2 separate regions of the Gasterosteus aculeatus genome follow, and region 2 is linked to region 1. A link is a contact called in public Hi-C data. All regions are on one chromosome and are shown on one strand. Each heading gives the region's core, a stretch centred on a gene start, on an enhancer-like site or on the middle of the called end of the contact. The rest is flanking DNA. Distances are from core to core; before and after follow the strand shown. Region 1 overlaps LOC120823767 (glypican-5). Region 2 holds the start of LOC120823753 (ephrin type-B receptor 1).

Region 1 (5,009 bases), core at 2,224-4,723:
GTCGAACAAAAAAAACAACCTTGGAATCTGGGAAAATTGAATTGAGACTTTTTTTACATTCTTATTGACCGATTTGTTTGGAAAAATAATTGCGAGGAAGAAAAAAAAACGAAAAGCTTGTTTCTGTTTCACATTATGCTCCCTTATTATCTCATTCTATAGATTTACTACAATTAACAAGCACTCAAAATGTATTTTGTTAGTTCAACACCGTAAAGCAAAGTGACTTAATAGCGGTGGTGATTTTGACGTTTTGAACAGTTCTGTCAAGTGCCCGTGGCCCCCCTGCCAGTCTCGCTTTGTGTGCTCGTCATGAAATAGCTAGTTTGTGTCAGGGTGGTGATGCCAGGCCGGTGTATTTGTGAGGCGCCACAGTGGCTAGCCAAACAAACAACCGATGTTCGATTGAGTCTTTGAGAGAGAGCAAACTCTCAGAGAGAGCAGCGGAAAACTTTGTTACAAACTCCCGGCTCTCTTTCTCTGTCCGTCTGTCTCTGCGATAATCAGGTTTTGTTCTTGACCAATGGGAACGCTAGGGAGGGAGAATGTTTACATTCAGTACGTATCCGCAGCAGAGTGTTGTTGCCGTGGGCAACAGCCGGTCCCTAACGGCCTGCGCTGAATAGAAGGAAGAATACTCTGCTTGTCCACTTGTCTCTCAACGCTATTCACCAGTCTGTGTGAGCATATGTGTGTGTGTGTGTGTGTGTGTGTGTGATTGAAAGAGCCTGTGTATTTGCGTGCATGAATGTGTTTGTGTACATGTCGTGCAGAGATTATTAGATGGGTAGAGTTGACGAAGTCCAGCAGACGGACGCGGCAAATTTCTTTTTTCTTTTCTTACTCCTCTCCATGCTCCATCTGAATGCATTCTGGCTTCGTTTCAGCTGCTATTCATGCCCAACGATTGGCTGAACCATTCATGGGTAAAATAAATGCGAAACACCCTTAAACAAACAACGGATGAACAAGGCAAAAAATGCAGGAAGTGAAAGAAGTTTAGCATTTTTTTTCATTTTAGTGATATTTATAGTCCCCCTTCACACCCTTAAAACAAACTCAGTATATCTATACATGCAGATCATTTAATAATGTAATTAATTGGCATAATGGTTTAGACATCCCAGCATGACAAAACATAAATACTAAAAAACTAAGAACCACATAAATCTTTTGTTTCAACAAATAAAATCCATTTGACATGACAGCAGTGTTGTCAACAGTTGTGCTGTTCCTCAAAGGTTCCAGTCTCCAAAGCACAGTGATTAAAACCCGCTAGAGACACTAAGACGATGCCCCGAGCGCTTGTATTCAGGCTCTATTTACACTCTAAGGATTACTTTACCGTGTGTGTGTGTGTGTGTGTGACCATGTGTCGGCATGCTTGCATGTGTTCCTCGTGGCACTGCGAGTCCCTCGTGCCCTCTTCAACACATCACAGCTGTCACCCAATCACAGAGCTAATCACATGACCCCAAAATAGTCTCTGCTGTGTGACTCGATGCCGTCTGTATTTGTGTTGCTATTGCCAGGACATGGGTATGCAAACCCATAAAAGTGAGAAATTCTCACTCTGCAGTGGTCCACTGATTCATCTCCCGACCACAGCTAACGTCCTGTCAGCCGATCTTTCTGGGTGAAATCTTTTTGGAACGTACAACAATTTAAACGTACCATGCTGCACATGGACAGCGGTATTTCTTATCAGGTAAATTAGTGAGTTGCAGTAGTTGATGAATCCCAAAATAAATTGGCGAGCAAGGCGGCTGCAGCTGTGACAGTGAAATATGAGGTTGTAAAGACACACACACACACACACACACACACACACACACACACACACGCGCACTGACAAACAAGTCATTAAAAAGATGACTGAATGTCTCAGTAAAAGTTATGTGTGTGTGTGTGTCGGGATGCCATCAGGTTGACGTCCCCCTTTTCACTTGGGAAGCTTCAAACATAGACACACACAGCGTGTCTCACACACAGCAGCTTCCGTTGGGAGCGCTGCCCTCTTTATTAAACACAGCTGATCCTGACATTGGGCCTCTAATCACCTGACTACAGCAGCGAAAACGAGCTCAGGGATGAATTAAGTCGTGGGCTATTTTGGCTCACGTGCAGCAGGATAAGGTCAGAGGAAGGTTAGTGAGACAGTCACAGTTTAAGAGGGAAAACCTTTCACAGATATGCAAATGTAATATCAAACATTTTCTTAATTGAAAATGGAATCATATATATATATTTACGTTGTGCATACGGTACAGTGTATTTGACTCGCTGGCATGTTTTTATACATATTAGTGTGTGAGTAAATGTTTATTCAAAGATCTACATACTTGACAACTCATATTACAAATATTTGTTGGTTACTGTGTTATGCTAATGGTCATTTTTGGGTTTATTTGATATATGTATACATTGGAATGCCCAAAGCAAATTGTGTAAGAGAATTACACAATTATCAGGAGCTGTTGATCTTAGTGAGGGGTTGACATTTTCAATCATCTGACAGGATGCCGAATCCTCTCACCTTTTCATCGCTTTTAAATCTTCCAAAAATGAGAAACAAAACAGAGATTATTGAGCTGTAGCTTCAAATGTAAATGTAGACCGCTGTTGCTCATAATATTTCTTTAGCCAAACAAGTAGCCTGGTTCTCACAGCAATAATGGTCAGTCGCCATTGTGATCCATATTGACATTTTTGCAATCCAGCCTTTTGATGCATTGCCATTAAACAAAAATTCATGATGAATCAATGCATTTGATGACTTTTTTTCCCCAAGGTTATCATCATTCGAATACATTTGTCAACTTTCGCTAGAGTTGAGTTAAATTGCACATCACCCAAAAAGGGTCAGTAGACAATTTGTTCACTCTGGTAAAAAAATAAGGATTATGCTAATATTCCTTTTAGTTACATTCTTAACTAATCGTCATGGATGCTTTTCACTAATTATTATGGCACAATAACTTGTATCCTGGTCTCACTCGCTTTCTGTCTCTCTTCTCTCTTGTTGCAGAGACCTTTGAGTCGCTCGTGTCCTTCACCTCTAACCTGACCAGCACTCTGTTTGACAGCGCTTACTCTGCTCTTGCGTCAGACTGTCGCCCCCTTGTGTTTCAGCTGTTCAGCGACATCAAACGTCACGTTTCTGGGAGCTCTAATTCCACACTGGACAACACTGTGCGGCAGTTCTACAACAATCTTTTCCCGTTGGTGTACCGCCGCCTACTCAATCCCGGGATAGGCCGCATGCCACCGAAGCCCTATTCCTCCCCCTCGGCCAATCACGACGACTGCCTGCGGATGACGCGGCAGGACGTCAGCCCCTTCGGACCCCATCCCCGTCTGCTGGTCAGGAGCTTGTCCCGGGCCCTTGCCGTGGGTCGAGCACTGAGCCGGCTGCTCGCGCTGGCAGGAGAGGTCGTGAACGCGGCCGAGAAGGCGACGATGTCCAGAGAGTGTGGCCGAGGCTTAGTGAGGATGCAGTACTGCTCCCACTGCAGGGGGATGACGACGTTACGGCCCTGTACTGGACTATGTGTCAACGTTATGAGGGGGTGTCTGGTGAGGGTTTGAATATTTGCATTTTTGCTCTGTGTCTGGATGAGAAAGCTGAGAGAAAGTTCAGTGGCCAGTGGCAGAAGACAATTAGCTCAGCGTGAAGACTCGAGGTAGGATAAAACGGTTATCCTGGCTTTGTTCAATGGTGAGAAATACGCCCATGTCAGCACTTCTCAATTGTAAAAATGTAAATACATCTTTAACTTTATCTATGAAAATGACAAGGTGTGGTTTCACACACGGGTGTAAAGATAAAATTAATTATGGTCCCTTTCAATCATAATGCACAATACCATCATTCTACCTTTAGAAACACGAGGTTAGCAAAATGTTTATGTGATGTTATTCTTTTCAGATTATGTGTCTTGTGTATTGCAGCTGATACGTTTTTAGATGCGTGGGAGCCCTTTGGGTATATATATATATATATATATATATATATATATATATATATATATATATTGTTTTGCCTCGCAAAAGCTCACATTTGTGAAGCTTGACTCATTTCGTAATCAATAAATAATTCTGGGTTTTGGATAAGCAACAAGAGCATTACCAAGAGAAAACTGGCACAATCTTCTCTGCATCTTATTGGGCTGCTAGGAAATGAACTGGACAGCTTCAACACCGCCCACAATAGAGGGAGAAGATGCCACTGTTCATACCTCTTGAGAGTGTCTTGGAGAAGGAGGTGTGCTGATAGATTACCCCCCTTTATCCTCATCCTTTTCAGTGAAGGAATGAAACATGCATACAGCCAAGTTACACAGCCTCTCTGTGATGGAAGACAGCTAAGTTCATGGGGAATGTGGTCTCTTGCGTTTACTGTACTGAAACAAACTCAAAGTTGATCTCTCAATGTGATGTGTCACCTCTTACCCTCTCTTCACTGTTTCCATCCTCTCTTTGCTAGGTCGCTGTATCAGAGCTTGGGGCCCCCTGGGGTAGTTTGGTGGTGTTGCTCCAACGGTTAGCCGCTACTTTAGCAACCAGCAGCAACCACAACAGCCTGGAGTTAGCTCTGTTAGCGGTCCGTAACCAAGTGAACGATGCTATACTGCACGCACAGTTGCATGGGCCTCGCATTACAGCCACAGTAAGTAGAGGGGATGATGGGATGGAGGGGAATGCTTGACAAGTGTATTTTGCTTATATGCCTTATATTTACAATTGTAAAATAGATTTGTGCTTCTGGATATTGATGCCAGTCTATGGGAAAAGGTTTAGTAAGTAATTAGCTAAAAGGGATCAGTAAAAGATTGCTGAACCATCTCTGCTCGTTTGTCCCAAATGATAAAGTCATTTGAATTTTGGACACAGAGTGAGGAAGGCCGTGGCTTTTCTTCCAGCCCGGCAGTTGGATCTCCTCACAAAGGCCTTGTACCTAGATGGGCTAAAAACAGACTCATTCTTCAGAGAATCTGGGGTTCCCCTCA
Region 2 (4,721 bases), core at 2,161-4,660, 61 kb after region 1:
ACGATGACGTTCCTGAAACCTTCTAACAATTCATCACCTTCGGAAAGACGCGAGCAGTGTGGTGAAAAGCACTATTTAACAAGCACAGATGCTCAGTGTCCATCCGTTTCATGACACACTGATGCCACGCACAGGGATCCTTGTTGAACGCACACCTGCATTAAACACCTTTAAATGAAGTCCAAGCAACGCAGCGGCTGATACACAGTAAGTCAAACCAAAGCACTTGTTACACTGAACACTTTTTTAGTTTAAAAACTGGCAGTGTCCTACGTTGAACCCTTTCTTGTAACCGCACACGTCAAAGAAGAAAGCAGAAGAGGAAATGTGGAGAATATTGACGTCATGTGTACGTTTGCCTGGTGATGCATCTTTTACTCGGCATGCCTTTCTTGCCGTCTACACTGCTCTACCGGTGCACATGGGACTCCTGATTCGCTGGGGTTGTGTATGAAGCAGATTTTTATTCATCCGTGTATTGAATCACACATTTCATTCATTAAACTCTGTTTGATTGTTGCAATGGAATTTGCCATGTACATTTTGATTTGATTGTTTCTGATTAGCATCTACTAATAAGACGGAAGCTCTTTCTTTAAAGGTCGGAATAGTATAATGTCCTGAGAATGTCATAGGGGAGTCATCAGCTAAAGATGGAAACACAAAGGGGCTTATAAACCTGGTGCGTAGCACTGGGGAGACTTGAGTTTTTACCAGGCGCTGAGGGTCAAACTAAATGATTGAGAGCTGAGGCAAATAAAGAATCCAGTGTTGATGGCGTTTAACCCACAGCAGAGACTAATGTCTGCCTTTGCTGCCTACATCTGGACCATTTCTTGCCACACAATAAGTACATTAGTCAGTAGATTCATCGATTTGGACACAACTCAAATATCTCAGCAGCTTTTAGATGGATTTCCATAACATCAGTGTTCCCCAGAATGAATGAAACCTTATGATGACGCTTTTCCTCTGCAGCACCACAATGAGGTTGACATTTTTGGTTTAAATTCTCAACAGCCTTCAGATGGACACTTATGTTGCCAGCAGGATTGATAATAACTTTGAACCAATCTGCATGTGTGCAATACTTTGGTTCAAGGCCAAGTACCTAAAAAATGCATTAGATTCCCACGAGCTTCAGCTTTACGTAACCCAAAGGTAAACTAAACTGCGTGGCATCGTTTTGTACGTTAGCCTTGTCGTTGTGAGCGTATTAAACCACTAATGATTCCACTTAGCCTCGTAGTACCATGCGGACAGCCTCACAGAGCCAGTTGCATGGACTCTGAGCTCTGTTCTCTTGCACGGCTCCCTAACTTTATGAAGGTGTAACAATAAATCACAATTCAATCCCGTTTTTTTTTCTAAAAAAAACAACGCAATTTGCCAGCTGCACTACGGCTATAAATAAGCATATTACTCTTGGTAACAGGCACTGACAAGCCTTTCGTGGCCCCGCTGAGGAAACGGGGCCACGTGTTGTGTGTGGGGATGACAATCCTGCAGCAGTCAGGGGATTTGGAGTTAATGAATGATTTATTTTGCTGATGCATACAACAGACTGCAGGAGAGCAGCAGGTAAATGGAGCGAGACTTCCCAGCAAGTCCTTAAATGATGGAAAAGTCTTCCTCATTTCTATATACCTGATTAAAACTTCCGTCCATTTTCTTTATCGCTGGTCTTTCCTGACACCATCGTGAAGGATGTGGAAGTAAAAGTAAAATCTGAACTGAGATGTGGAAAGACACATGTGGCAGCAACCTTCTACTACACCGTTTATTGGACTTGTCTAGACACGAAGGCGTATCGACGCTCAGCAACAGAGCCAATGTGTCTGTCTACGTTTGCCTCGTAGAGTCCCCTGGTCGGGAGTTACCTCTGAACCAAAGGTGCCAGAATTCGTCATTCAAGAAAAGTAAGGCAACTCTGGAGACGGCTTAAACTTAAATCGTTCAGCTCCTGTGGAAGCCGGCAGGCCTAGCATTGATTTCCAGGTTCTCCAACGATTTCAGATGCCTCTGACTGTTTGCCTAAGGAGCGATTCCCTCTCACTTACACACACAGACATCCAACCAAAAAAGCAAAACAACAGATCCATCCAATAGATCGTTGTAGAGGTGCATGGTGTGGTGACGGGGAAAGGTGCCGTCTGCCCTGCGTCGTCACAGCGATGGTCTGAACTACCGTGTGGCTCAGCTTCTCTCCACAGACAGGGCCAGAGACAGCAAGCTGCAGGAGATGAAGGAGGCGCGAGACTGGACAGAAACTTCAAGAGCGAATTGATCCAAAGCCACCGGGGGGGTGGGGGGGGGGCTTAGTATAACTTTTAGCTTGTAGTTGCACCATCCACCTTTTCCCCTCCTGCACCTCAGAGCACCAACACAAGACAGATGCTGTGATTTGAAATGTATACACGTCACTTCATGGAACCCGTTTTTTTAATCTTTTTTGTGTGTCAGAAGCCGGTGAATTTGTGTGGCAGTAAAAGCTGAATTAGCCGTGGCTGAATGAGTTTGAGTGTTATATTCATAATGACATTCATAAAGAACGTGGATTTAATGTCACCTGTGAGAATTATTTTTTTTTTTTAGTAATTAACCTTTTACCGCCACCCACTGCTTGGTGGGATGCTGATGCTGATGAAATATGAAGTATCTTCACTAAGAGGTCAAGTACATCACCACACTCTGTTTTGGGGGTAATTGTGGTTATTTTCAAATAAGAGCTCACAATCCCAGTACAATAGCGTAATAAGTCTTTAAAAACTTTTAAAATGATTTTTCATTTTGTCATTTATAATAGCTGAAGGGAAAAAGGGTTCAAGTTGACAGCGGTGAGGTTTCAGATTGCAGCAAACTGAAACTTCTCTTGTGAGTCCAGTGCGAAGGAGAACAATGAGGGCCGACATGTAAATGCTAAAACACAGTTGGCCCTAAATAGCTAAAGCCAGTGTTCAGCATGTTCAGAATGTACTGTACATATAAACAGTTCCATATAAGGTCAAGAAAACACTTTCATTTTTTGGGGGGGTTTATCAGTTTACTTTACTTTTTTATGAAGTTGAAAAGTTTGTCGGACTGTTTTTGTTATTAGTTATACAGTTTTTAATCATAAATCACAATAAAAACAGGTTATTAATATTTATTACATATTTCATGGCGCGGTGCCGGTCGCCCACTCAGTTGAAGCGCTGTACCGCAGTGTGACCGCTGGGTGTCGCTGTCCCGCCACGCAAACCAACGCTGGGGGGTTGGAGGGGTTTTGGGGGGCGGGGTAGGGGGGCTGTCCACTGGGCATTCAGCGTAGGTCAGGTGGAAGGGAACGGGTGATTGGTTTACGATCCGCCAGTCTGACTCTTGATTGGACAGGAAGGTGCACGAGGCGACAGAGCTTTGGAGACCCCCCCGCCCCCCAAACCCGCCGACTCTGCGGGCGAAGCCCACGCATACACGCACACCCACCCGCACAACCGGGGGGCTGAGATGTGACTGTTAACCAGAGGAATACAGCGTCTTTTCTGTGGGATTTTTTTTTGTTCTTCTCTCCAGCCGGCGGATGCGGGAGGAGACCCGGGGAGCCCCGGTGGCCATGCGGGCCGTGCGGGTTGCGGTGCTGCTCTGTGTGATTACTTCGGTGTGCGCAGTGGAAGGTAAGTGCGCAAAGAGGGGGACGTGTGTCTGTTCCGACGGCGCAATGTGACAGCTTGAATGAGTTCAATTCAGTTCAATCAGTTATATTGTTATCGACTTTAACTTTCCCGACTGAGACATATTGCGATATTTAGTCTGAGCCACAGTTCTGTAGGATTCACTTGTAAGTTTTCTTGTTCGTCGGGAGGTTCATTTACATTTTGGCTGTGCACGCTAAAGGAATGGAACTATCGCCTATTGGAGGTCAAAATAATATTAATAAACACAATAAGTTACCGACAGGCTGTCACCGCGTCACAGCTCCCGCATGCTCTTCTAAAAACGTGTATTCTATGTATCCAATTGTCCTCTTAATAATCTTTAGGGACACCAAATGCATGCAAACCTTGTTGCAATCGCATATTTTGCATTATTATTATTATATTGTTGGAGGCTATCAGGTGTTCCCCGATCTACTTATTGCGCCTAATGACGTGTTGTGCTTTGTATATGATGTGACGTATATTTGGCATTTAGCGCCAGACCCTCTTGCATTCGTCCCTCCAGAGCCCACTGAAGAGGCGCTATTAACACAATCTAAGTGCACAAACTGCACAAAGTGAATCATAATTATAGCTCCCAGCTGTAGTAGCTGTGGCCGCTGCTGCCACCACCTCTGCTTCTCCTCCTCCAGCCCCTACACCCACACAACACCACCTCCTACTCGTTTCCAGACATAACCTTCTCCCTCCTTATTCTTTGCACCTTTTAAAAAAAAAAAAAAAAAAAAAAAAAGATCTCCTGCTCCTTCTCCCAAAGCACCAGCAGCTAAGGGTCGTGCTCCTCCTGCTCCTCCACGAGCATCCATCGCCCGCTGCTCCTCTCCTCTCGTATGTCCTACTGCTGCTTCTCTGCGCGCTTTACCCACTGGCAGCGCTCCTCTCTCTCTCCAATCCTCAAATGTTACTCGCGCTCGCCTTGCTGCGCCTCCTGCTTCTCCTTACCAAGCGTACCAAGCGTTCTTCTCGAGCTCCTTCCTCTTTCTGAGGAATAACCCAGTCGGCTTCCAGCCACTCTACAGTCTGGCC

The links. Hi-C and Micro-C count contacts between places; a contact is called where the count stands out from the background.
Region 2: a contact with region 1 is called in a Hi-C map of skeletal muscle, with 1.9 times the contacts expected there. The contact joins the promoter of LOC120823753 here to the enhancer-like site in region 1. A contact is called at or near these places in 4 of 6 Hi-C or Micro-C datasets (liver, skeletal muscle, tail fin and 1 more).

The regions. Positions count from the first base shown.
Region 1 is chr8:9,669,223-9,674,231 of fGasAcu3.hap1.1, forward strand. It overlaps LOC120823767 (glypican-5), which reads left to right. Exons shown (of 11, transcript XM_040184048.2): 3 at 3,029-3,576; 4 at 4,487-4,669. Among protein-coding and RNA genes, the nearest start is that of LOC120823767, 6.3 kb to the left of the region's middle. Within about 2 kb of position 3,474, at least 1 of the 9 cell types and tissues checked has open chromatin away from gene starts, as enhancers often do.
Region 2 is chr8:9,729,889-9,734,609 of fGasAcu3.hap1.1, forward strand. It overlaps LOC120823753 (ephrin type-B receptor 1), which reads left to right and starts at 3,411. Exons shown (of 20, transcript XM_040184019.2): 1 at 3,411-3,653. The coding sequence starts at 3,560. It overlaps gpc1a (glypican 1a), which reads left to right. Exons shown (of 10, transcript XM_040184020.2): 10 at 1-528.